Linked DNA regions of Sus scrofa: regions 1, 2 and 3 are each linked to region 4. The links are chromatin contacts, called in public targeted proximity ligation maps. All regions are on one chromosome and are shown on one strand. The core of a region is the stretch at or near the end of the contact, and the rest is flanking DNA. Distances in the headings are between cores, read along the strand shown.

What was found.
Region 1: a contact with region 4 is called in a targeted proximity ligation map of skeletal muscle. A contact is called at or near these places in 1 of 5 promoter capture datasets (fetal skeletal muscle), 3 of 47 Hi-C or Micro-C datasets (embryonic fibroblasts, fetal skeletal muscle and skeletal muscle) and 2 of 2 datasets of targeted methods (alveolar macrophages and skeletal muscle).
Region 2: a targeted proximity ligation map of alveolar macrophages shows a contact between it and region 4. A contact is called at or near these places in 2 of 47 Hi-C or Micro-C datasets (embryonic fibroblasts and heart right ventricle) and 2 of 2 datasets of targeted methods (alveolar macrophages and skeletal muscle).
Region 3: a contact with region 4 is called in a targeted proximity ligation map of alveolar macrophages. A contact is called at or near these places in 4 of 5 promoter capture datasets (fetal liver, fetal skeletal muscle and liver), 21 of 47 Hi-C or Micro-C datasets (adipocytes, adipose tissue, alveolar macrophages and 14 more) and 2 of 2 datasets of targeted methods (alveolar macrophages and skeletal muscle).

What each region holds. Positions count from the first base shown.
Region 1 is chr5:93,558,482-93,561,517 of Sscrofa11.1, forward strand. No RefSeq gene overlaps it. Among named protein-coding and RNA genes, the nearest start is that of DUSP6, 260 kb to the left of the region's middle.
Region 2 is chr5:92,936,214-92,939,281 of Sscrofa11.1, forward strand. LOC106507543 (collagen alpha-1(I) chain) reads right to left here and starts at 1,567. Exons shown (of 4, transcript XM_021091263.1): 1 at 1,375-1,567; 2 at 873-1,016; 3 at 564-767; 4 at 1-508. The coding sequence starts at 1,567. It overlaps ATP2B1 (ATPase plasma membrane Ca2+ transporting 1), which reads left to right and starts at 314. Exons shown (of 21, transcript NM_214352.3): 1 at 314-490.
Region 3 is chr5:93,580,342-93,583,041 of Sscrofa11.1, forward strand. No RefSeq gene overlaps it. Among named protein-coding and RNA genes, the nearest start is that of DUSP6, 280 kb to the left of the region's middle.
Region 4 is chr5:93,301,606-93,304,399 of Sscrofa11.1, forward strand. DUSP6 (dual specificity phosphatase 6) reads left to right here and starts at 1,453. Exons shown (of 3, transcript NM_001267842.1): 1 at 1,453-2,313. The coding sequence starts at 1,914.

The DNA.
Region 1 (3,036 bases), core at 35-2,534, 260 kb after region 4:
TCTGTAAAAGAAGAATAGTCATACGCTCCCTAGAAAGATCAGTAAATGTAAATTCTAGAACAGTGTCTCTAAACTATGGTCCATAGGCCAAATGTGGCCTGCTGCTTATTTTCCAGATAAAGTTTTAATGGAATGTGGGACATTCATTTATTACGTATTGTTTATATGTCCACAGAACATCAGCAGAACTGAACAGTCACAATCAAGATGGCATGGCTCAAAAAGCCTAATATATTTATGATCTGGCCTTTTATTTATTTTTATGTTTTATTTATTTATTTATTTTCGTCTTTTGTCTTTTTTAGGCCTGCACCCACAGCATATGGAGGTTCCCAGGCTAGGGGTTCAATTGGAGCTGCAGTCGCTGGCCTACGCTGGAGCCACAGAAACGCCAGATCCGAGCCACGGCTGTGACTTACACCACAGCTCACGGCAACGCTGGATCCTTAACCCACTGAGCAAGGCCAGGGATCAAACCTGCAACCTCATGGTTCCTAGTCAGATTCGTTTCCGCTGTGCCATGATGGGAGCTCCTGGCCTTTTATAGACAAACTTTGCTGGTCCCTGGACGAAAACGTGGTCCTGAACCTGAAGATACTCAATAAACATTAAGTAGTAATTATTCTCTCCTTCACCAGAACCCAGTCTGGGTGAGAGTGGAAAAGAAAGAACACAGAATTGGCAGGAAAGGGAGCAGGGTGGCCAACTGTCTCTTTCCATTTCCCAGAAACTCAAATTGGAATTGAACTGGAATCCGTGAGTGAAACCTAATAGAGAGCTGAAGTACAGTTTCTTTCTTTTCCTTATTGAAAACGGTCACGGGTCCAAAACCTTTTTCTTTCCTCTTGGAAAGCACTATGTCTCACCATTGAAGCTGACAGTTCCTTCTTGATATCGGTTGTCATTGGCAGGGAATGTGAAAATCTTCCGTCAGAGCACAGCACGGCCATTTCAGGCCGTTTTGCTTGTGTCGGTATTGATTTCAATTACAACAAGTTATCTGAATCACTGGGCTTCCTGTTGGCTGCACTCACTGCCCAGTGATGCAAATGGAAAGCCTCTTTCAAACCTACAATATCTGGTTACTTCCAACGAGGCCCAGGCCGCTGGGGTATAAACAAAACCCAAGCACCAATCCCTGCACAAGGAAATGATCTTCATTTGCCCTCCATGATGTCATCTGTCTTGGGCTTGACAATTTTTGAACAAGTATTGACTGGGAGGCCAGGCCAATCTGAAGAATTCATCTTGCTCCTTATCAGGGCAAGTAGTCAAGCATATCGCAAAACATTTGATTTGGTTCAATTCCTTGTGTACATATCCTTTCTCTCTTCTCTTCCTTCCCCCCTCCATTATGTCAGCCTCTGTGGGAGGAGCTTGCGTGTTTGCACAAAGCATAGTCTGATGGTGTTCGGTGTCTGTGTGTTTATTCTGTGGGTAAGAATTTGAATGGCTTTTCTCTTCTACCTGTTAGCTTATAAGCAGCCTAATCCAGGGATCAGACTCCTGGGTTTCACATAGTGATTCAGCAATTCGTGTCGGAATGGCTTTTTATAGCAGTAAGGCAGACCGTCATTTCCAAAGACATATGCACATAAGGCCAAACATACAGAACATGTCGTAATTCGTGATGCTGTAAATGCACATATTTGAATCATTGCCTTTAAGGCTTTTGTACTGAGTCGTCATTTAGCTGGAAAGGAGCCTACATTACTGTGGAACAGACTGACTCATTTTCTCCCCAAATTGCCTTCCTTTGGACTCAGAGGTGGACTATATTTCCCAGCCTCCTTTGCAGGTAGATGCAGCCTTGTGTCAAAATTGTGGTCATTGAATGAGGTGGAAGTGGTAAGACTCTTTTTCAGGCCCAGGCCATAAAATCCTCCCAAGTGCAATCCTCTGATCTCTTGACTCATCTCACAGCTACTGAATAGAGAGGCCTCCAAGGACATACAGGAGGTTGAGGTGGCCACATGGAAGGAGCCTGGGTCCCTGAGTGTAAATGTGGAACAGATTTCCCAGCCCCAACATTGTCCTCACCAACCCAGATCGCACTGTGATGAGATCCTTTGTGCCACCCTTACAGCTAATCCACACTGGACCATAATGAGAGCAAGAAACAGACATTTACTGTGTTAAATCAGTGGGTTTGGGGGTTGATAGTTGTAACAGCGAGTCTAGCTTGACTGAGGTACTGGCTCACTCTTCTATTAAGCATTGTCTTTAACTCATCATCTTCACAAGTGCAGTAACGTTCAAGACACATATTTTGCTGTATTTTATGGAATAGATGAGATACTACAAAGGTGTTTGGGAGTGAGAAGATGTGTGGGCACACTCACTTACGTAGTTTTTCCTTCACAATGTTCCTCTGATGGAGGTGACATGTTCAATGTCAAGGTAACAATAAGGGCTTAATGTCTTAGTTTCATTATATAAGCAGAACCTTTTTTTTTTTTTTATAGCCCTATTTTCCCTGGATGAGTCCATTACTCTGTACATGAGTATCAAACTTAATTATTGGGCAGAAGATGGCAAATTATGTTTTGTCTTTGTTGGACTAGGCATTTATCTGTGTCTGAGAGGGAAGTGATTATGGCATTGAGGAGGAAAGGGTGAGAAAGCTATTCTGCAGATGAGGAATCTGCAAAAGTTAATGGTACTGGGTGGTTTCCTTCTGCCACTGGCTGGTATGATCCAGGTGAGGCTGCCCCTTTCGCCTCCATCACAGAGTGAGAAGGTCACAGAACACAGCCTCAGACCTAGGGTGGACACAAACATGAGCAAGACACAGAGTGTTATTGTTAAAACCAGGAAGATGTTGGGGACATCTGTTTCTGCCACTTACCCTAAGGTGACTGACGCGTGGGGGCTCAGAGAGGTTAGCTAACTTACCTAAGGTCACAGGATAATAAGTTGTGAAGCCAGGTTTTGAATCCAGGAAGCCTAATTCCAGAGCCTGTGTATATAACCACTTTCATGTAGATGAAGAATTTTCCTGGTCTTTATGTGTAGGATAGGCTGGAACAGGGAGAG
Region 2 (3,068 bases), core at 317-2,816, 370 kb before region 4:
GGCCCCGCCTCGTGCAGGGCGGACTGCCGGGCTCCCAGAGGGGGCTGCACCCTGCCCGCGGCCGCCGTTGCGGACGGCGGCGTGAGGCCGGCAGAACTGCCCGTGCTGAGCGCGGCGCGCCCTGTGTGCGGCTCTGCGGAGCCCAGGAGGCGGGTCCTGCGGGGACGCGGGCGGCCACTCGGCTGCTGCCGGGCTCTGGGCGGGGGCCGGGCCGGGCGCCGCCTCCTCCGCCGCCGCCGCCGCCTCCTCGCAGTGCAGCGTGAGTAGGGAGCCCCGGCTGGTGGACGCCGAGCTTGTGGCTCCACGGCCGCTTCATCCTCGAGGTGCAGCCGAACCTCCGCGTGGCGCCCGGAGTCCTGCGAGCCGCCTGCGCACCGGCCGAGTCCCGGTTCTCTGCGTTGGCCGCCGTCCTCACCGTCCCCTTCCCCCGACCCTCTCGCAGCCTCCCCTTCCTTTCCCCCTCGGAAAATGGTTCCTGCTGCCGGGCGAGGTGAGTGGCGGCCGCCGCCTGCTCGCGGCGGGGGCGGCGGGGCAGGTCACCTGCGGGGGAGGCCGGGCGGAACGCGGAGGTCGGGGCGTCGCGGCGGGGGTCCTGACAAGTGGGTGTTCCGCGGACTGCGCGGATTCTGGAGCGAAGTTGGCGGGGCGTGCGGGGGGCCCCTTCGCAGGTGGGAGCACCGCGCCCGCCCAGAGAGATCGTAAAGGTGAGCGGGTTTCTCGGCGTGAGCCGTGGCGCGGGGTCCGGCCGGGAGTCCCCGCCCAGGGCCCTAGGGACCGGCTGGGTGGTACTCCGCGTCTACACCCTCAGCTCTTCGACTTCTCCTAGCCGCCTCGGCCGCGCCATAGCCCATCCTGCGGCCGGCCGCCCCTGCCTCGGCGCCTGGTGACCTTGAGGGCAGCGGTGCCCGGCAGTCTTTCCCCGCGCCCGGGGAGGGTCACCCCTCTAAATCCCCGACTTCGGCCCCGCTGGCGCTCCGCGGGCGGAGAGCGGGGCCGGCGTTGGCCCCCGGCGGGGGCTAGTTGATTGATGCGTGTCGCACAGGACGGTGATTCCCCGGGGGTTGGAGAACCGCCTCGCCTTTCTCCCGGTGTCTCTCGTCTGGCTCCCCAGGATATTTACGGTTGCTTCCGATTCGCGTTTTTAGACTTAGTTTTAAAAGAAAGAAAGGAAGAAGAAAAAAATCCTGCGTTCTCCACCCCCTTTTTGGAAGGGTCTGTAAGAAAGAACCGCATTCCAGTTGCAGAGGTGGTGGTGCTGGGGGGTGCTCCCTTTATTCCATCCTGCAGGAGAATCCTGTGGCTGAGCTAGTTAGCGACCCCTGGTTCTGTGCAGCGGTCACTGGCCAGGCTGGTTTCTGTGCGCATTTCATTCACCAGTTTTCTGCAGGACTCGCAGCGCAGGGAGGGCTCGAACCCTGTGCGGTGCAGCGGTGCCTGGCGCGGAGGGGAGGGCAAGAGGTTCAGAGGGGGTCTTTAAATCTGCGGAGGGCTCGATCCTCGCCTCGGCAGGCATAATTTTACCTTTCCTGGGTTTAGAGCTCAGCAGCCAGGCACCTTTGGCTGCCATGCATGCTACTTTTCTCGGTTTATTAATAATCTAATGGCTCCTGTTGGTATCGATTGCTGTTCATGATAAATTAGTTATATGGATTTTTCTTCATACGCGTGTAGGTATATGCATATATCGGGACTCTGCCTTTCAACATGGAAGCCTTTGTTGTGTTTAACCTCCCCCACCTGAGGACAGCCTTATTTTAAAATCTCTCGTTCAGCGTGGGTGTATTTTATAATAAGAAGTACTTGTAAGGATCTGCTTTGTATGAGGCTCTCCTTGGGCAGAGGGTGTGTAACCCTTTGGATAGTGGCCCATGTGAGTGAATGAAGGGCCTTCAACCGCTTGCCCTGCTGCCAGCTTTCCCCAGACTCCCTGTCCTTGTGTGTGGCGGAGGCGGATTGGGGGAATTAGAGGGATTGGAGGAGAATCTGCTTTTTGTACTTGAGCAGTTCATTTGGTCCCCCCCCCCTTTTTCTTTTTTGTCCTGGTGAGTTCAGATTTGAAGCAAATAGACACACTGTCCTTAAAGGGATCCTTTGAGAACTAGTGTATGAAATGGGCTTATTTAGCCATTTCAGGGGGGCGTCTTAGTTTCTACCTTGCTTTGCATGAGACAGTTAAATTGCTGTAATTAAGGGTGGATCTCTGTCCTGATTTTGGCTTCGGTGTAACTGCAATGATCTTTGAAAAGTAACTGTTATTTCCTACCATATAGTCTGCAAAAGTGAGTCACAATCGGGTGAGTTGAGGACAGAGCGCCACCTTTAATTTAAAATTTCGGCATTTTCTTTTATTAAAATGATGAACATTCAAAGGATGCCTTCTTGATTTTTGTTCCAGTTGGTGTCGTTCCTGGCATCCCCATTTAGATGTGTAAGGTGAATTGTCTTCTTTTTTCTGTATTCTGTAATTCCTCACTCTTTTATGGGGGGGGGGTTCTGCAATTGTGTGGGAAATTGTTTTTTTAATTTGAAGCTTGAAATTTAATGTAGACTTCTGAGATGAGATGAGAAACTAGATTTGATTTGTGCTTATGATAAAATAATAGGGGCAGTGATCTAAGGTATCTACCTAGGAAAATAAGGAAAGTAATAGCTTTATCATAAATAGATGTTTAAAACTAGCCATTGCCTCCAAATAAGGATATCCACCAGCATGATAGTAGTTTTATAAATTTTTTTTAGCTTCTGTGCTATTAACAGATTCTAAAGTAAACATGCAAAATTATGAACTTTGTTTGAATAAGGTATAGTAATTCCTTTTTTGTTTTTCATCTCCCAACATCTTGCCATTTATGGTTTGACTAGAGTTTTACAATTACTTGTTTTTAAATAATACAAACGAAGACTTTCAGCAGGAGTACTTATACCCAGTTATTGAAGACCGTATTGGAAAAAGTGGTTTCTGTGTATGGCTTTTCTCAAAATATCTCATATAAAAATAAACAGAGTTTTTAATGCTTAGAAAACAGATGCTGTAGTGACAGCTGAATGGGTGAGATTTCTTCCTTCCC
Region 3 (2,700 bases), core at 195-2,694, 280 kb after region 4:
CAATACTTTACCATTATAAATGGAATATAACCTTTAAAATTGTGAATGCTGTAAATGTGAAATTTATGTAATATTGTACACCAACTATATCTCAATTTAAAAAAACAACTGTTAACTGGTAGAGATAGCTTTCAAACCCAGATAGTCTGATATCAGACCTATGTAGTTAACCACTATTCTGTGCAGTCTCCTAAGGCCTGATACTTAAACATTTCTGAATCATTTACATCTATGTTCATTTATTGGATATGACAGCATCTTTTAGCTCTTAATTCTGTGTCAAACTACACAGCAGTTTTATTTATGTCTCTGTGTGTATGTGTGCATGTGTATGTAAGTTAAAGAAAATTAAAATTATTTTCAAACAGAATTTTGTAATCTCTTTAGAGAAAGTTGTGAACAACATTCAGTGTCATAAGAATATGTTTAGGAATCACCTGTGCAATATTTGTATCCACATTTCTGTTAATATTAACTTGAAAGGAGAAACTGCTGGATACTCTGCCCTTTAAAATAATGCTTTAATCTAGGAGTTCCCATTGTGGGGCAGCGGAAACAAATCTGGCTAGGAACCGTGATGTTGAGGGTTCGATCCCTGGCCTCGCTCAGCGGGTTAAGGATCCGGCATTTCCGTGAGCTGTGGTGTAGGTCACAGACACAGCTTGGATCTAGATTTGATGTTGCTGTGGCTGCAGTGAAGGCCAGCAGCTCTGATTGGACACCTAGCCTGGGAACCTCCATAGGCTGTGGGTGTGGCCCTAAAAAGTAAAACAATAAAAAATAAATAAAATAAAATAATTCTTTAATCTTTTCCTTCCAAAGTTTTCTATATCTTTTCCCCAGTGCCTCAATGCTAAACCTGAGTGTGTGAGCTTGAAATACATCTAAATATTTAGTGGTGTCATACTATTTTTTCAGTCATTCAAGTTTGTCCTAATGGAATATTGTTGGGACAATGATCAAAACGATTTGGGGCTTCAGCACAATAATGCTATTTAGTCCAACTTGAAGTCTGTATTTAGGTTCCAATTTCTGCTTAATTTTTGCCTACTTCTTGGTAGGAACAATCATACATATCTATTTGATATGATTTAACTTAAAGCATAACCAAACCTTCACCAAAGAGAGTTTTACCAATATAGTCATAAAATATTATCATAATAATATCATAATAGTCTGATACTTTTCATAATATCATCAGTGATTATTTATTAGATTTCCATTTGACATATGACGTTGAATTAAATTACTACCATCATTTACGGTTTGGGGGTGATGACAATTATGGTGACATGCTTCAATCCAGCCTTTTAAACTGCAAATCTGTAGAGGTATTTTATTTTAGGGGCCAGAAATAATTTAGCATTCTATTAAGATTTACATTACTGAAAACTGAGTCTGACACCTAAATGCTGCATGATTGATGGTGTTTCTGTACCCTCTAGTGGTCTGATGCAGAACTGAAATAACCAAGAGAAAAATAGCCTGGGAATTCTGGGGTGTGGGTGGCAGCACCTGCTTGGCCTTGAATTATAAAAGGCAAAGATAAGAAGAGATTTCAGGCCAGGCTTCTAGAATTGGCCAATGTGAATGTGAATTTTCATCGCTAAGCTTATTTTACAGGCATGAAAGAAGGAATGGTGGTAGATTTTAAAAAAATTCCTCCTTTAAATGTCTTACTTTTTTCGAAATGTTGGAGTTTGTCGTATATTAAACAAATGTTTTCTATCTATGAAGGTTTCTCCTCAGTGACATTCTTGATGTTTTGGGATCTATAATGCTTTGTTGCAGGGGCACCCCCTCTGCACTGTAAGATGTTTAGTAGCATCCCTGCTTCTTACTTACTAGATACTAGGAGCATCCTCAGCTGTAATAACCAGAATCACCTCCAACGTTGCCAAATGTCCCTTGGGGGAAAATTCCCAACCGAGAATCATCTTAACGATTTCTGTTAGGTAAGGCAGAAAGAGTCTGCCAATCGAAACGAATAGGTCAGTGAACATTTAGCATGAGTCAAGCCATGTACCTGTATTATTTAATTTTTTTTTTTTTTTTTTTTGTCTTTTGTCCTTTTAGGACTGCACTGGTGGCATGGGGAAGTTCCCAGGCTAGGGGTCCAATAAGAGCTGTAGCTACTGGCCTACATCAGAGCCAGAGCAACACCAGATCTGAGCCGCATCTACGACCTACACCACAGCTCACGGCAATGCTGGATCCTTAACCCGCTGAGCAAGGCCAGGGATCAAACTTGCAACCTCATGGTTCCTAGTCTGATTCGTTTCCGCTGCACCACGACGAGAATGCCTGTATTATTTAATTTAATCTTTATTAGAATCCTCAGGGGTCAGTCCTATTATTGTCCATTTTACAGATAAGGAGAGTTGAGTAAATTTCATGGCATCACGTAGGTAAGTAGTAGAGTCAACGTTAAACTCTAGATTGGCTCTGGGCTTTGCATTTGAAAAGATTCTACTACAAGAGTATAGCTTCTAATAAGCTCCTAAGTGAGTAAAAAACAGAATTATTGATTTACAAATAATAATAATCCACAATTGCCAGTTTATGATAATTTTCTGAATCAACAAAACAGAAGGACCAGAGAGTATTCTGACATTGTGAAGGCTTGTTTTTTTCCACTCATTTATCAAGTACCCACTCTCCATACAGATATAAAAATGAATAAAATAAAGCCCCACCCTC
Region 4 (2,794 bases), core at 203-2,702:
CGGCACCTCTCCAATTACCTGCGAGCCCTGCACCGTGGCGGAGACGTTTCCCAGGACTCCCAGCTCGCCTCGGGAGCGAGGGGGGCCCGGCTGGCGTTCCTCCTTAGCCCACACCTGCCCCAGACCCCCAAGTCCCACCCTGGGCCCCCCCACCTGCCTTGGGGGTCGCCCGGCGCCCCCGCCCGCTGAACGCGGAGGCGGAGGCGGCGGGCGCCGGCAAGGAGCGCAACGCGCAGGAGCGGGCGGTGCTGTGCGAGTCGCCGGCGACGCAGGGGAGGGGGCTGCTGCCGCGCAGGGAAGAGGGTAACCCCGCGCGGGATGTCGAGCGTGGGGGCGGGCGGCCTCTCCTCTGACAAGCCTCTGGGTTTACAGTAGGCAATGCGCGGAGCTCTCCTGAGCCCCCGCGGCCTGCCGGCCTCGCAGGAAGACTTCCTCACGCTTTGCGGATGGTGGGGGCTGCCTGCCCGGCTCCGGACGCCCTGGTGCACCTAGCCCAGGCAGCCCCGCCAGGCCGGCTCCTCTGTCGGAAGCTGAGCTCGCTGCTCAGAAATGATGAAGGAGCGCGACCCCCGCCGCGTGCAGTAGGTGACGGCGGGTGAGGGGGTCGGATCCCCGGAACAATGGCTCATAACGCCCCCACGCCGCCTGAGAGGAATAAAAGCACCGGATTGCCCAACGAGTTTGTTTCTACAGCCTCCACGGTTTTTAAAAAATAATTAAAGCGCTATTAAAAAAAAAAAAAAAGCTTGCTTTCTATTATCTGGACAACCAAGCATTTGTTTGTTTGCTTGCTTAAAAATGTTTCAACAAAACCCTGGTTTGTCTCCAAAGATGTTGGATTAGCATTTAACACCTCATCGGTCACTAAAGCCCAGGCAGTCCACCAGCCCCAACACAGTCTCGGCTAAAAGAACATCGAAGCAAACAGAGCCGGGCTTTTTAAACTGGCAAACAAATGCCACACACTGCCTACGGGAGGAGGGGGAGGTTAAAGTGAACTCCAGTCCAAAGGAGTTTAAAGGGAATAAAAGCGAAGAAGTCAGCACTAGTTTCCCTAAAGCTAGCTTGCGCGCACAGGCGTCGCGAACAACGGCTTTTGTGCCTGCTAATTGCACCATTTGTGCGCAAAAGTTCCGACGCTAAGTGTGAACTCTCAACAGAAGGAAACATGAGACAACTGAAGTGCCCTGGTTTGTGTGCCCTGCTCCTCCTCCGCCGCCGCCTCCCCTTCTTTCTCCTTCCTCCCGCCGAGCCCGCTGTTGCAGCTTGTTTGCACTGGGGCTTATCCGGAGCGGAAATTCCTTTCCGTTTTTGTGAATGACAAACTCATTAACAATTCATCAACACAACCTGTTCCAGCCGGCCCGTCCCCACGGCAACAGCCCCTTCCGCAGCGTGCTCATTGGCTGGCGGGGAGAATGTATCCATTGAGACGCTCGCTGTTTGTATCCATTGAGGAGCTGCCTCGCGCAGGGGGTGTGCGAGGGCTGAGTCCAAGGGAGAGTGAGCAAATCCAGGCTTTAATAATCCGAGGAGAAAGCCGCCCGGGTGGATTTGAGGTGCAGTTTGGAGGGAGGGCTCAGGAGCTGCTGGACTTTTTTTTTTTCCTCTCCTCTCAGTAGCACGAAGTCCGAATTAATTGGATTTCATTCACCGGGGAGGAACAAAACTGTCTGGGCAGCTTCATTCAAAGAGATTCATTGACACCAAGAGCGTGCGGCTGCAGCCGGGTGCAGAGGGAACCGCCGGCTTACTTCTGTCTCGCTTGCCCCAACCGCTAACCCGGCTCGGGAAAGGAGAGGTGGCATTAAACCCCGCTCCAAGAGCGGCGGCTTTGGCGCGGCGCGCTCGGCCTATGCCTGCCCCGAGGGGAGTCTGGTAGGCACCTCGCCCTCTCCGGCCGCTCGACCCCCATGATAGATACGCTCAGACCCGTGCCCTTCGCGTCGGAGATGGCGATTAGCAAGACGGTAGCGTGGCTCAACGAGCAGCTGGAGCTGGGCAACGAGCGGCTGCTGCTGATGGACTGCCGGCCGCAGGAGCTGTACGAGTCGTCGCACATCGAGTCGGCCATCAACGTGGCCATCCCCGGCATCATGCTGCGGCGCCTGCAGAAGGGCAACCTGCCGGTGCGCGCGCTCTTCACGCGCGGCGAGGACCGGGACCGCTTCACCCGGCGCTGCGGCACCGACACCGTGGTGCTCTACGATGAGAGCAGCAGCGACTGGAACGAGAATACGGGCGGCGAGTCGGTGCTCGGGCTGCTGCTCAAGAAGCTCAAGGACGAGGGCTGCCGGGCGTTCTACCTAGAAGGTACGCGCCGGGGGCGTCCCGCGCCTGGGGCAGGGCGGGGGACCCCGGCTGCGGGTGCAGGCGGGGCGCGCCGACTGGAAGCGCCCCTGTGGCGCTTGGCTGGCGCTTCAGAGCCGCGCTGTGCGCCAGGAGCTGTCTGCCGGCTCCCGGCGGCGAATCTCTCGCGGCCCGCGAGCCGGGCCCGCGCGGAATCGACCCGCTTCCGGCCACAGGCACGCGTCGTTTCTTTGGAACTAGCTCTTCTTTTTCCTACCCGGCATATCCCCCACTTTCCCTCTACGTTTGATTTTGAATTCAGATTTCGCAGGACTGCAGAGGCCGTGGGGGTGCAGGCAGGCACCTTCTGGCACTTGTAGATACTCAGAAAAGTTGCCATTTTGTGCATTTCCGGATTCAAAAAAATAAGGGTTCCCAGGGGAGGCGGGCCTGTTCGTTCTGTTCCCAAGGGTGCACCTTTAAGTGCCTTTCGCCTGTATTTGTC